Regions from separate parts of the Zea mays genome. Here all the other regions are linked to region 1. A link is a contact called in public Hi-C data. All regions are on one chromosome and are shown on one strand. Each heading gives the region's core, a stretch centred on a gene start, on an enhancer-like site or on the middle of the called end of the contact. The rest is flanking DNA. Distances are from core to core; before and after follow the strand shown.

Evidence for each region. Hi-C and Micro-C count contacts between places; a contact is called where the count stands out from the background.
Region 2: a contact with region 1 is called in a Hi-C map of leaf, with 6 times the contacts expected there. The contact joins the promoter of lox1 here to the enhancer-like site in region 1. A contact is called at or near these places in 6 of 25 Hi-C or Micro-C datasets (bundle sheath, leaf and root tip) and 1 of 3 datasets of contacts at active chromatin or transcription factors (leaf).
Region 3: a Hi-C map of tassel shows a contact between it and region 1, with 2.3 times the contacts expected there. The contact joins two enhancer-like sites. A contact is called at or near these places in 3 of 25 Hi-C or Micro-C datasets (leaf and tassel).
Region 4: a Hi-C map of root tip shows a contact between it and region 1, with 3 times the contacts expected there. The contact joins two enhancer-like sites. A contact is called at or near these places in 6 of 25 Hi-C or Micro-C datasets (bundle sheath, ear, leaf and 3 more).
Region 5: a Hi-C map of leaf shows a contact between it and region 1, with 3 times the contacts expected there. The contact joins the promoter of LOC100282317 here to the enhancer-like site in region 1. A contact is called at or near these places in 8 of 25 Hi-C or Micro-C datasets (bundle sheath, ear, leaf and 3 more).

What each region holds. Positions count from the first base shown.
Region 1 is chr3:173,225,400-173,228,039 of Zm-B73-REFERENCE-NAM-5.0, reverse strand. No RefSeq gene overlaps it. Among protein-coding and RNA genes, the nearest start is that of lox2, 70 kb to the left of the region's middle. Within about 2 kb of position 1,314, at least 14 of the 20 cell types and tissues checked have an H3K27ac peak or open chromatin away from gene starts, as enhancers often do. A contact at or near this core is called in bundle sheath, ear, leaf and 2 more, where this site is marked.
Region 2 is chr3:173,439,462-173,442,101 of Zm-B73-REFERENCE-NAM-5.0, reverse strand. lox1 (linoleate 9S-lipoxygenase1) reads right to left here and starts at 1,292. Exons shown (of 7, transcript NM_001111533.2): 1 at 1,044-1,292; 2 at 432-724; 3 at 92-329. The coding sequence starts at 1,254.
Region 3 is chr3:173,420,312-173,422,951 of Zm-B73-REFERENCE-NAM-5.0, reverse strand. No RefSeq gene overlaps it. Among protein-coding and RNA genes, the nearest start is that of lox1, 19 kb to the left of the region's middle. Within about 2 kb of position 1,336, at least 17 of the 20 cell types and tissues checked have an H3K27ac peak or open chromatin away from gene starts, as enhancers often do. A contact at or near this core is called in leaf and tassel, where this site is marked.
Region 4 is chr3:173,376,224-173,378,863 of Zm-B73-REFERENCE-NAM-5.0, reverse strand. No RefSeq gene overlaps it. Among protein-coding and RNA genes, the nearest start is that of lox1, 63 kb to the left of the region's middle. Within about 2 kb of position 1,348, at least 12 of the 20 cell types and tissues checked have an H3K27ac peak or open chromatin away from gene starts, as enhancers often do. A contact at or near this core is called in ear, root tip and tassel, where this site is marked.
Region 5 is chr3:173,089,877-173,092,516 of Zm-B73-REFERENCE-NAM-5.0, reverse strand. LOC100282317 reads left to right here and starts at 1,320. Exons shown (of 4, transcript NM_001351129.1): 1 at 1,320-1,685. The coding sequence starts at 1,511.

The DNA.
Region 1 (2,640 bases), core at 65-2,564:
TGCTCCATCCAATCCAACAACCTCAAACACAATGGAGTCATTTGCGTCAATGTGGTATCAGAAACGACCTAATGCTTGCAAGAGCCAAGAATGTCATGCCGTGCTTGGGCTGTAGTCTCGGCCTGTAGTGTTGGCCAGGTCTGACACGATTATATTTTTTATTTTACAAAAAAAGTACATACATATATACAATTTATATTCAATACTAAAAACATTTGATCATGATGTTTCACTGGTTAGACAGCTTCACCCAGTGTCTTCCGTCCATCTTCTATTTGGGCATATGTTCAAGGCAACGACTGTTATGCAAGCAGTCCTTCTGTGCAAGCGTGCAACCAAACCATCTGATCCATTAGATCGTGATCCAACCATAGGTCACATTTAACACTTAAACCCTTCCATCACCAGCTCAATAATCTTTATAAAAAACCCCTAACAAACCATGATTATATCTGTGGTTGGATCGTAATATAATGGATCACATGGTTTGCTTGCACGCTTGCACAGAATGACTGCTTGCATAACAGTCGTTGCCTATGTTCAAACCCCACCTCCTGCACTATTTTTTAACATTTTACGCTGATTTAATTAAATGGGCCGAGGGGTGGTCCGGCATAGGGGTTATTTGTAAAAATATGACACGGGACGACCGTTGAAACTGGTGAAGTATAGTAGATATTTATATTTTTCTTACTTTTTTTTCTAAATAATACAAACAAAAGTTCCAATCTCTCTACCGTCCTGAAACGCTGCACAACTAAGCCATAACGCTCAAGCACTTATATAACCAAGCTCGAAAATAAAAAGCGTCAGCGACATATGCAAACAATCGCAAAGAGTTCAGTTCTATACTTCTATACCAGAATATAAACGAGTAAAAGCCTGGTCTCTAAAAAGCTAACAAAACAACAGTTGTCGAATCATGGATCTTTACATAGACCGAACCGCGAATTTACTATAAACATTGTCGTCCCAAGGAGCTACGTACTCCGTTCTCTAGTGAGAACCGTCTTATGCTCTCATGTATGCTAACTATATATGTCATGTACCACATCATTATAGTCTTAATAATGTTTTTTTTGCAATATTTGTTTTCTAGTCTTTATCTTGTAAGTTTTATAATTATACTATATTTAATATTTATAATTAACATTCAGATATTGAAGATGATAGAAATAAACTTTAGTTGGATGAACAATCCCCATGATGCATGATTGCATCCTTTCGTCGTCGCAGAGTCGATGATGGATGGATCAATAATATTCTCCAACCTGCTGTGCGGGCGTGGGCGTGGGCGTGGGCGTGGCCATGTCATTGTCACAGCAAGCTGGGGGACCTTTCACATGCATGTCACCAAAGTTGCTAGATGCTGCCAATCTGTGTCAAATGGGTACATACAAGAAAATCAAGTGCATGCTGCTCGTGCGTGAATCACGTTTTTAGATAATAATCGTCTCGTCGCTAGGTACTTGTTCGTCCCTCGAGACTACCCAAACAATTCTTTGTTCGTCCCACTCGTCACAGGTGGAAAATACAAGCAAGCTACGCGGGCTCTGTCCCATACGGGCGTTTCCCTATATTTTTGTGAGCCATCTTCGCACAAAAAGGATTAGAGGGATAGGGAAAAAAAGTTTCTAGTTTGGAAACCCTATTTTTTTTAAAGGATTTTAAGAGAAATTAGTTTATTTTCACTCAGAAAAATAAAATCTTTTGAAAAAATAGAGTTTTAAAACTAGTCCGCAGAAGCTATACAAGGCGGAGGAAAAGATCTAATTTAGTTCCCATGTTTTAATATCCGTGCGTTACACAGGACAATGCTCAAGATCTTTACATGCATGTCATTTTTACTTTTTTCTAAATTGGCTCAAACTTTTTTTAAAATACAAACAAACTTCTTGTGATCTAAAAAGGAGTACTCCCTCGCGCTCCGTCTCACCCCATCCTCACCGCCGTCTCCGTGGGCTTCTCTATCCCCAGACAACTGTCATGGTCCGGCGCCCACCCACCTCCCCCCTCCCACTATTTCTTCTTCACCTCACACCTCTGCTGCCACCTACCTCCACCACTGTCATCGTCCTTGGTATAGTTGAGTCTAGGCCCTCCTACTCCCCTCCGCCCACACCTTTTTTTCTTCTCTTTGTCCTCCGTTGTCGCCTCCCAGTGACCACGGCCCCCGCCACCGCCCTTCTCCAATCATATCCCACCGCTAAGCCCGTGGGTTCCACCTCCGTCTCCTGACAGTCATTTCATCTATGTGTCATATCTGTCATCGAGGTATTAATTTCCATGACCTCCGGTAAGATCTTTGTGATTGAGTGCTTTCTTGGCCTCTATATCGCCGACTTCTTTCCCTCGGGCTACCCTAGACCTCTGTGCCAACACTTGTGTCCAAAGGTTCAGATGGCCGTGCAGCGACGACCACGTTGGTTATGGGCGAAAGCCTTTCTTGACTTTCTGTCAGCCCCGGTTTTGATGGCGCTTCTGTGCCGTCCACCTTGTTGGAGGCGAAGCTAGGATGCCCGTGTTTTGTCATATGTGGCCGCTCTTGTAGTGGTGGTTGTGAGGTCATCTAAAATCTGTGCAAAGGTGATATCTATGCATCGAAAGTGTCACGCCCGATGCGCGGGGAGGTATCCTACC
Region 2 (2,640 bases), core at 43-2,542, 210 kb before region 1:
ACGTTGGTTGGTTAGGACAGGGGGGAAACGAAAGCAGAGAGGGAGGGGGTGGCACGGGGACGCATGGATCGGCCGGGGACGACGCACGTACCGCTCTTGGTGGGCTTCCGCCCGGTGCGGCAGCGGCGCGGGTAGGGGAGCTCCTTGGTGCCGCCGAGGACGGGGCGCGGGTTCCCGCTGTCAGGCAGGCCCAGGTCGTTGTAGACGTCGTAGCGGTAGACGCGGTCGTGCTCCTGGTACGGGCCCTGCTGGTCGTCGCCCCTCAGGTTCCGGAGCTCGTCGTCGCGGTAGGGCTTCAGCGCCGCCGGCATCTGGCTGGGGAGGTACGTCTGTGTACGTAGAGAAGGAGATTGCGCGTGTTCATGCCAGCTGATGACCCTGCTCCTAGGTTGGTTTGCCAATGGACAACGGACGGGCTACTAACGACTCACGTCGTTGGAGAAGAAGACGCGGTTGTAGCGGTACTTGGACTGCGGGTAGATCCATGAGTTGGCGACGAAGACGATGGTGCCGTGGCCGGGGACGTCGTTGAGGGTGATGGTCTTGAGGAAGAACTCGGAGGCGTGGTTGTTCTTGACGATGATGGCGCCCGGGATGCCCTGCTTCTCCACCTCCCAGTCGAAGGTGACGCGGAACTGGTTCTCGCTGGACAGAAGCGGCGGCGGGTTCAGCAGCCACTGCTCCAGGCTCGCCTCCGCGCCCAACTTCCCGCGGTTGCCGTTGTCTGCACGGTGCACGCGCGCGCCGGTCAGCGTCGCCGTCAGACGACCAACGTGTGAAATGCACTACTGCTATGCTAAAAAAACACGGTCCGTTCTTTGTCTGGATCCGGTTTACTGTGCTAGTAGATTTAAAGTGGATTCATCTGCCGTCGTTTTCCTCATTGTTCGTCTCAAGCATCCATCCGTAGATAATTTAATTTTGTCGCTTTCTGTTTTTTTTTCTTTTCTTGAAAACGACATTTTTTCCCTCTTCATTACTGATGCATGTAAGAGAGCTGAGAAGGCAAGGAGGAGGCAGGAAGGGAGGGGTGCTCTGCTCACTAGGGTCGACGACGGTGGAGCTGATAAGCTGGCAGGTGACGCCGCGGCCGAGGAACTCGCCGATGCCGTCGAGGAGGGAGCCGGCGATGCTGGTGACGTCCAAGCCGAGCACGGTCTTGCGCACGAGCACCACGTTGCCCTTGAGGTGCGCATTCTTGTTGCTGCCCGTCAGGTCGCCGATGATGGGGATCTTTCCGATGTTCCCGAACATCTTCGGTTCCACTACTAGGTCTTTGGAGTGGCCTTGTGGGGTATTTGCTGTGTGAGTGTGAGTCGGTGATGGCTGATCGAGCGAGCAGGCCAGCTATTTATAGAGCGGGAGACACAGCTGGTGGCCCATGAAGATATGTTTATATATATCTCACGTCGAGCATCTTTCTTAGAACCAAAACCACGTGTATCACGTCACCATGTTTCAACTACTATACTCCCTTGATAAGCATATGTTCACCAGACAAAATTTGAGTTATTGTAAAGTCTGACCAACAGTTAGCAAAATTATCCAAGCTTTGGACTTATAACTTGTATCAAGACAACTGTGTTTGGGATGCTCTCTCAATGCTGATGCTGCTGCTATTTTTGCAAATCCAAGTCAGCAGGAGCTCACACGTCTGAGGAGGTTCCTTCATATCTTTGGGTGTTGCTCGGGGCTGAGGGTCAACCTGAACAAAATTGAGATCTTTCCAATTCGCTGCTCAGAGAATACGGTAGCTAAAATCCAGCAAAGCTTCCCTGTTAAGATTGCAAAGTTTCTATACCTAGGCCTTCTGTTGCACATCGATGTCCAACCCCTAATCGACAGAATTGGAAGTCGCCTTCAAGGATGGAAGGGGAAGCTCCTATCATCGGCAGGCCGCGAAACTTTGATAAAGACAGTTCTTTCGGCGCAACCTATTTATCACCTCACTATTTTCCCTATTCAAAAATGGTTTATCAAAAAAATTGATCGATATCAAAGAAGTTTCTTATGTAAAGGTATGTAACCAGAAAACGTTTATGGTGGCCATTATTGCTTGGTCAATTGGCCAACAGTCTGTTCACCAAAAGACTTAGGGGGACTGGGCATCCTAGACCTAGAGCGATTCGCTAGGGCTCTGAGACTAAGATGGTATTGGTTTAAATGGAAGCAAACCGAGAGACCCTGGGAAAACTTGGAGATCCCTTGCAACAAAAGTGATAGAGATTTATTCCACGCTTCCACGATTGTTACTACTGGTATTGGCAACAAAACCCTCTTTTCACTACAGGAATCCAGTTAATTCCCGTCGGCTAAAAACCGACGGGAATAACCTATAAACCGACGGGAATAACTAATTCCCGTCGGTAACTGGCTAACTTCCGTCGGCATCAAACCGATGGCCATCAGGTGTCGAGGATAAACTTATTCCCGTCGTTAGCTGACGGGAATAAGTAATTCCCGTCGGCCAAGGACTAGCCGACGGGATAAGCCTTAACTCCCGTCGACCTAGTCCAACCGACGGGAATTGGCCTTAACTTTTGCTGGCCACGTGGGCTGACGGGGATAAGCCTTAATTCTCGTCGGCCTGGTCCAACCGATGGGAATTAACTAGGCCAACGGGGATTAATTTTTAATCCT
Region 3 (2,640 bases), core at 87-2,586, 190 kb before region 1:
GTGATGTGAGAAAATAGTTGTGAGATGTGTGTGGTAAGACATTTGAATTATGAATATTTATGTGGTTGTTTATGCCAATGTTGTTTGTTGAGTTGTAAATAAAGTGGTAATTGTGCCATTTTGTGTGTTGTGTATGAATGAAATTTTATATGATTTTTATGGGAAATAAATAAAACCATATTTTATTACTGGTGCAAGCCATTAATTTAGGTCAGTTAAATTGGCGAGCGAAAGTTAGTGCGACTAGAGCTAACTTCCGTCGACTGGGTTATTAGCCGATCTAAGTTAGCTATTTTCCTTCTGTGAGGCGCAAGCCGATGAAAGTTAGCATGACCGGAGGTAATTTATGTCGGTTGCGTATAGCTAACAAAAGATATGTATTTTCTGTTGGTCGTCGATGATTTAATAATTTCCATCTCCAACGAGGCAACGAGCATCAGTTAAGAATCGACAGAAGATAGTAAATAGGCAAACTAATTTTTCTCGGTCCGTTATGGATTGTTTTACATGTTTTTAATTTCTAAACATAGTTCCACCTAGAGATGTCCAAATGGGCCGTGCCCGTCGGGCGGCCCGTGGCACGGCACGATTTTGGCCCGTCACGAACACGGCACGGCCCGGTGGTTGACGGGCCCGGGCCGGCACGGCCCGTTAGTCGGGCCGGGCTTGGGCCGCTGCCGTGGCACGCCGTGCTGGCCCGAGCACGGCCCGGTTTTTTATTTTATTTTCCAGTGCATTTATTTGTATATTATAAGCAATTTTAATAGTTTAGATACAAAATAAGTTTGGTTTAGTTGGCTAGAGTGGTGCAACTAAGCATTTTAAACCCTCCAACCAAGGTTCAAATCCTAGCAAAGTTTGTTTTTAGTCTTTTTTTTTACTTATTTTTCTTCCCACCCGGTCAAAGCACGGCGGGCCTTAACGGGCTGCGGGCCGGCCCGGCACGGCACGGCTATGTGCGGGCCGTGCTTGGGCCTAGGATGTGGCACGGTGGCCTAGCCCGGCACGGCCCGTCAACCTAACGGGCCGAAACGTGCCGGGCCGAAACGTGCCGGGCCAAAGGCGGGCCCGTGCCGGGCCGGCACGGCCCACCCGTTTGGACATCTCTAGTTCCACCGCATCAAATTACCCTTTAACCTTTTAGTAAACTTTATTTTTTTTTATGAATCTATCATCTACTGTACACCTCTTACAGATTACTGTATTTAGTTCCCTTGCCATCTCATCATTATTGCAAACTTTTGTCGTTTCAGACAACGACAAGTTAGAGGCGCTCATGTCTACTACAGACAATTTTGCCAGCGTGGGCAGATAATAATGGCCAGTTCGTGTTCCACGAGTACGCGGCTACGTGTTGCCGCTGCATGGGCTGGAACTGTGGCCCACGCTGATCAATCAATGAATGAGCAAGTGTCTCGGGTAAAGCACCATCCTGTACTCAAATGAATCCTTAATTTCAGAGTTGTTTTAGATTAAATATTTTTGTGTGCAATCAAACTTATATAAAAGATTGCTATCACCGAATTATTGCTAAAATTTATGATACCGAATTATCATTAGATATATTTTTAGATACTCTTATGTCATAAATATTCGTGCTAGTTTCTAGACATTTGATCGAATGTAAAAATAATTTAAGACATCTTTATGACAGCTATAGGTAATGTGTGAGCAACTTTATCAGTCTTCTTAATGCTAGTCTGCTAGACTAGTCTAGTGGGGTGGGGTGTATGTGGGGTACAAATATGGCGGCCCATGAATGTGATGGTTACTTTGGATTTGAAGTAAGGGGCCGTTTGATTCCTTAGGTTGTCTCCAGCAAGAGACACTAAATGATCCACAACTTTATATATAGAGTTTTTCGTCGTTCGCTACCGCCCTAGCAAGAAACGGTAAAAGATTCGCTAAAATATAGCGTCTGTCCGACCACCGCTAAATCTAGTGTTTTGCTGTTCACCCGCTATCCATCGGCGCACATGGGTGTCCTCGTCTCCGAGCAACGTCCACACAGTTGAGCCAGCAGCGGCACCCATGCCTACGACCCCGCGCAGCAGCAGCAGGTGCTCCTAACTGTACCCATGCGCGGATAGTTGAGCCAGCAGCAGCAGGAGGTGGTCCAAATTGTAGCCATGGCCAAGGTGGTGGGATATCGCGTGCAAGGTTCTCGACGAAATGCTCCGGACGTTGCGAAGCAAAAAAACGACGGTTCTGATTTAGTAAAATAATATATTCAATTTGTTAAGTTGGCATATTAAAGTGGATGAGATATAGAGGATGAATTTTAGAGGACGCTGCTGGAGTCGATGAAGATATAGAGGATGGAATCCTTTAGAGTGTTCTGTAAAGGACAGAGAATATTACTTTAGAGGATAAATTTTAGAGGACGTTGCTGGAGACAGTCTTAGTACAGGGAGTAAAGTTTAGGCCTCGTTTGGTTTAAGGGACTAATCCATCTATTTTAGTCTTATTTAGTCTCTAAATTGATAAACGGTGGGATTAAAATAGGGACTAAACTGTTTTAGTCTCTAGTCCCTCAAGGGGTGATTAAAAGAGCCTAAACCATATAAATTCTACTTTTTGTTCCTCTTTTATTTCAACTGCACTAGTGGCAGGAGAATGCTAAGGGTATTTTAGTCCTCT
Region 4 (2,640 bases), core at 99-2,598, 150 kb before region 1:
TTTTTCCTTCTGTATTTACTTATGAATCTGAAATCAGTTCCGCGGCGTACACACTGTAGTTCCTTTTGTATTAAGTGTAGTGATGAGGTAATGCATTGCACTTGTACTACAGAGAGCTAAATCTATGTACGTGTGCTTGTTGTGGCTAAAAAGCATATGTTTAAGAGAAACCTGCTTTTTGTGAATGAGGTACTAGCAATCTATCTATATTGTGGCTCTAAATGGCTAAGTTTGTGTACTACTGAGGCTATTTATAGTTTCTCGGGAACTATTCTTCAGTTTCTCGAGAACTTTTGTTCAGTCTCAACTGAACTATTTTTAAGTTTCTCAGGAACTAGAGATTATTTTCTCATGAACTATTGTATAGTTTCCCAGGACCTATTCTTCAGTTTCTTAGGAACTATTGTTCAATCTCATGAACTATTTTTCTGTTTATCAGTAACTATTGTTGAGTTTGTCTTGAACTATTGTATAGTTTCTTAGAAATAAATATTGTCCAGTCACCACTTCATTCCTTCCATTGATGTCGGTACCAGTCCTTGAGTAACTTCGACTCTTGCATCAGGAACCACTTCACCAATACACTCTCGCATTAGGAACCACTTCATAACTAAATTCTCACTGCAGCTAGATTCTGAAAAGGATCATGAGAAAAAAGTTGAACAAAAAAGGCGACTGTGCAGCTACTCCGTGAATGGTTAATTAAGGCACTCTTAGTCCTGGAGTAAGTATCACACGTTTATTGAACGCACATTCGGCACATTCGAAGAGAATCAATTTAGCGCTACAATGATCTGTTTGTTTCAACCTTTTTCAGCTTGTGACCAACAAAAGCTGCTACAGACAGTCAAACGCTCAGCTTTTCAGCTCGCTTCTATAAGTACCAGTTTAGTCAAAATCGTCCAAAATCAACGTAAATATGGTATCAGCCGACTCGTTGCGATAATAGAAAACCGTCATTTTATACATTCTAAACCCTACCACACGTAATTTGTATTCACGCCGCATGTCGTCAGGGCTCTAAGTCTATTGGAGACTCGCAATTTGTGTTCCGTGACATCGTACGGGCAACTACCTAGTTATAACATATGTACGGAGTGAATGTTAAATTTAGATTTACTTTTCCAGTAGTTTATTGTCTTCCATCTCGAAATCAACTCATCAACTGATACGATGGATATATATTGAGAGTCGAGTCGGCCTGGAGAGCAGTTGATTGCAGGTAAAAAAAAATGAGCTGCAAATTTCACGGTCCTAGCGTCCAATCTTTGGGTATCTGTTGCACAGAAGGTGCGGATCGGAGCGAACGTGCTTGCTGCCATTTCCCCATGCGGCGCACGAGTTCTGTGTTGGGACGTACGCCCAAGTCCTTACTTCCGGCCAATCATTTCCCGGACACGTCGCTAGAGGTTCTTGCCATGCCGCCGCAGCGAGATCCACGTTCCCGAAAATCGTTGAGAATATCTTTGATTATCTTTGGTTGCTGCCATGTCCCTAGTACGTGTACGTTTCGGAGTATCCACACCGTATACACCATCACGCGATGAACATGCGTGAAAACGGAAACGATAATTTTTTATACCGGAATCGTTTATAAAGTTTTATCAAAATTTAAGTCTAAATATAAATAGAAATGGTTAAAAAAAATCCGAATTAGAAACTGAAATGATTCAGGTCTGTTCCGACCGTTCCAAAAATTATCATTTTAATCGGTATTTTATTATCTGTATTTATCGGTAATAAATACGGTGTTTTTCAGAAAATATTAAATCTGAACTAATCTTTATAAATTCATAATAGATTCATTTTAGCTTATAAAAATATGACACTAATTGTATTAATTTCCTAAAATCAAGATCTATCTAATAGTATATAGTTTAGAACTACTTAAAAACTTTTATTAAATCTTTTTTATGTTTTCTTACATGTTATTACTTTTGATACATATATTCAAAATTTGCACGAGAACTTAAGAAGGACCAAGAGAACACTAATTATATTGACTATGTCAAGTAGTAGGAGTACAATTACAATGTAAGTGTCATCATTATACACATCTTGATTTTACTTTATTTAGATACATAATAATGATTTTATTATTGTATGACTTCTTGCCTTATATATTTATTGTGACCTCCTACCTTATATATTATTACTAATTTTATATAAATGTATGACTTGCGTGAATTTTTGAAGTCAATTGATGGTACATGTTACCGTTTTTACCATCATAATCGTGTAATTTTCATACTGAACTTTCATTTCAGATGTTTCCGAATTATCGATGTTGTTTTCGTTTCCAGAGTTACTGTTTTAAATCTCGTTTCTGGAAAAAAAATATGAAAATAAAAATGTTTTAGTGTTTACCAATCGTTTTCGACCTTTTTCACCCCTATGAACAGGAGAGTTGCGGGGCACCAGACATACACGTACGGGTGCTTGGCCTCCATCTGGGGGATCAACCTCCAGTCCCATCCGACTACTCCCTCTCTCTCAACTACGAATTGATAAGGGTGTGTTTGGTTTGGCTTTTGGCTTTGGCTTTTGCCCCCTAAAAGCCAAACGCCAACCAAAGGGCTGGATCCAGGAAGCAGCTTTTTCTAAAAGCCGACTTTCTCGTAGTGCAAAACTGAAAGCACC
Region 5 (2,640 bases), core at 71-2,570, 140 kb after region 1:
GTTGAGAACTTTAGAATTTGTTTTTCCGTCAGAGATGGCAAATCTGACCTGTCCCGCACCGACCGACGCGTGAAAACCGCGAGCTCTCATTCTCTCATCAATCATCATCGATCATGAGACGAGATGCAATCACCGGACACCGACGGCGATATTAATCTATGGTTAGCCGACCCGACGTGATTAAACAAAGCTAGTAGTACAGTGGTGCCAAGGACGGTGTTCAAAACCAGTGGGCTTCCAGCTCTCAAGTCTGAACCCACGCACCTGCACCTGCATCTGCATGGATTACAGCCAGCGGACAGCGTGTGCATCGCAGGAGCAGGAGCAGGAGCCTCTTCGCTGCATCACATGGCAACACGGCGTGCGTGCCCAAGAAGAAGGGCCGAGCCATGTGGACGGTGGTCGGAACATGCCGTGCTCCCAGTTCTGCCTGTGCTTTGTTGCCGCGAGCTGATCAGTGCGACTGACTAGGGATGGCAGTGGGTAAGGTACCCGGTGGACATACGAAGCCATACTCATACCCACTAGAAAAAAATTGACCTATACCTATACCCACTACCTATCGTGGGTACAAAATTACGCCATACACATACCCACCATGGGTAGCGGGTACCCGTCGGGTACTCATACCCATTAACATTACGATAGACATGATTATTTGAATCACAAAAATAAGTACCAGCATAACAAATGTATCGAACCCAACCTAATTTTATCATAGGTTCAACAATATTCAACATTAAATGGCAATATCATGCCTTCAAATCACATAAAACATAGCATTGATTCTATAAAATTGTGGACAAAATCATGCCTTCAAATCTAATTGTTCAATACACAATACTTAATATTTGAATATATTAGCGGGTTCCCCATCGGACAGCGAGTATGGGGCAACAGAGAACATACCTACGCCCACCGTACCCGATGGGCATAACAAATGACCTAATAAAATACTTATGGATATCAAAATCTGTCATATCCATGCTCTAATAGGGTTTTTACCCATCGGGTTTCGGGTACCCATTGCCATCCCTATGACTGACGGACGAGTGGTGATGTTGGCTGGATTTTCGTGATCGATGAGTTCATGATGGCATGGTGTGCTATTGGCGACGAACAATAAACGCACTCAATTTTCTCAGATTTTCACTACACAGATCGTGATGGTCCAGGGCTCCAGGCTTCAGTCAGATTCAGAGTTCAGAATTCAGAATCTATAGAGATACTCTACTAGTCAGTTCCGAGCGGCCGCACTGGACCTGAACAGCGAGCAATGGAAAATTGGGCCGAACCATATCGAGGCCCGACCGTATCTGCATCTTGCATACAGAGAAGGCCCATCTACGCCGCGGACCGCAGGCCGCTTGTTCACGGCTCGAAAGACCAGGGGAAGCCGGAAACCGCACGGCCGGCCTGCCTCTAGTCGTCGTCGTCGTCGTCGTGGTGGTGCTTGCGGCAGCTCCGGAGTCCAGGCAGCACGCTAGTCGGGGGGCGCGGGGGAGGAGATATGGATCGGTCGTATCTCCCCGTGGCGGCGGCGGCCGTCGCCCTGGTCCTCGTGTGCTGCTCCGGCCTCTGCCGCGGCGAGCGGCTCGGGGCGAGGGAGTGCGAGGACCTGGGGTTCACCGGCCTCGCTCTCTGCTCCGACTGCAACGCGCTCTCCGAGTTCGTCAAGGACCAAGGTACGCCCGGATCGTCCCTCCGGCGCGCGACACCACGCACTCGGTGCGCTGCTGCTGAGTGCTGATTGGATTTCCGATCTCAACCGGGAACACGTAGCCGTAGGAGCAGGGAGGGGTCGTTCGGATCCGAAATTCCGAATATGTCAGCTTTCTCATCTCGGATGTGGAATCTGCGAGGAGCGGTTTGACGTTCGCTGCGTATCTTGCAGGCAGGCTTAGAAATCGGATCACTTTAAATGCCAAACCTTCTTATTGAGGGTGGTTACTGTTGAGAGCGATTTTTAGACGACATACCAACCACGACCTAGTTGACGAATCGTATTAAATCACGAGAGAACTTTAGGATTAGCTCACTGAGCATTGATGGATTTCAGATTTCCCCACGATTCTTTTTTTTTGCAGTCCTGATGAGAGGTTCGTTTTTTTTTTCTTTTAATAAAACTTGAAACGGGCAGCGAAATGGATTTCTGGGATTAGTGGAGGCTTTATGAACCTATGTTGATTGGACTAAAAAACTTTAGGTTTTGCTCTTAGCTCAGAAATTGTAGATCAGGTGGTGCTGGTTATGCATTGTCCTCACTATTTGGGTTAGCCCCCTAGTAGCACTCTATACTCTATAGAACTCTGAACTCGTGTTATCCAGATGATGCGAGGCCTTAATCTGCCTTCTATAAAAGCCGAGCAATATTAGTCTTGAAGACAGAGTCAAAGAGCTGAAGCTACCTGCATCAGAATGGACTGGAAACAACCTTATTGTCACCAACTGAACACTTTAATTTGGAGGAATATATTTTGCCAGCTCTGTTTGTTGCTTCTTGCAATATCTTTTGTTCCAGTTGCTACATGACTCCATTAGTCACAGCAAAGAAACTAGGGGTGGACTCATTTCCACATCTGCTATTTATGCGTTATGCCATATGATTGTTTCAAATCTAAACAACACTTTGGTTCTGTG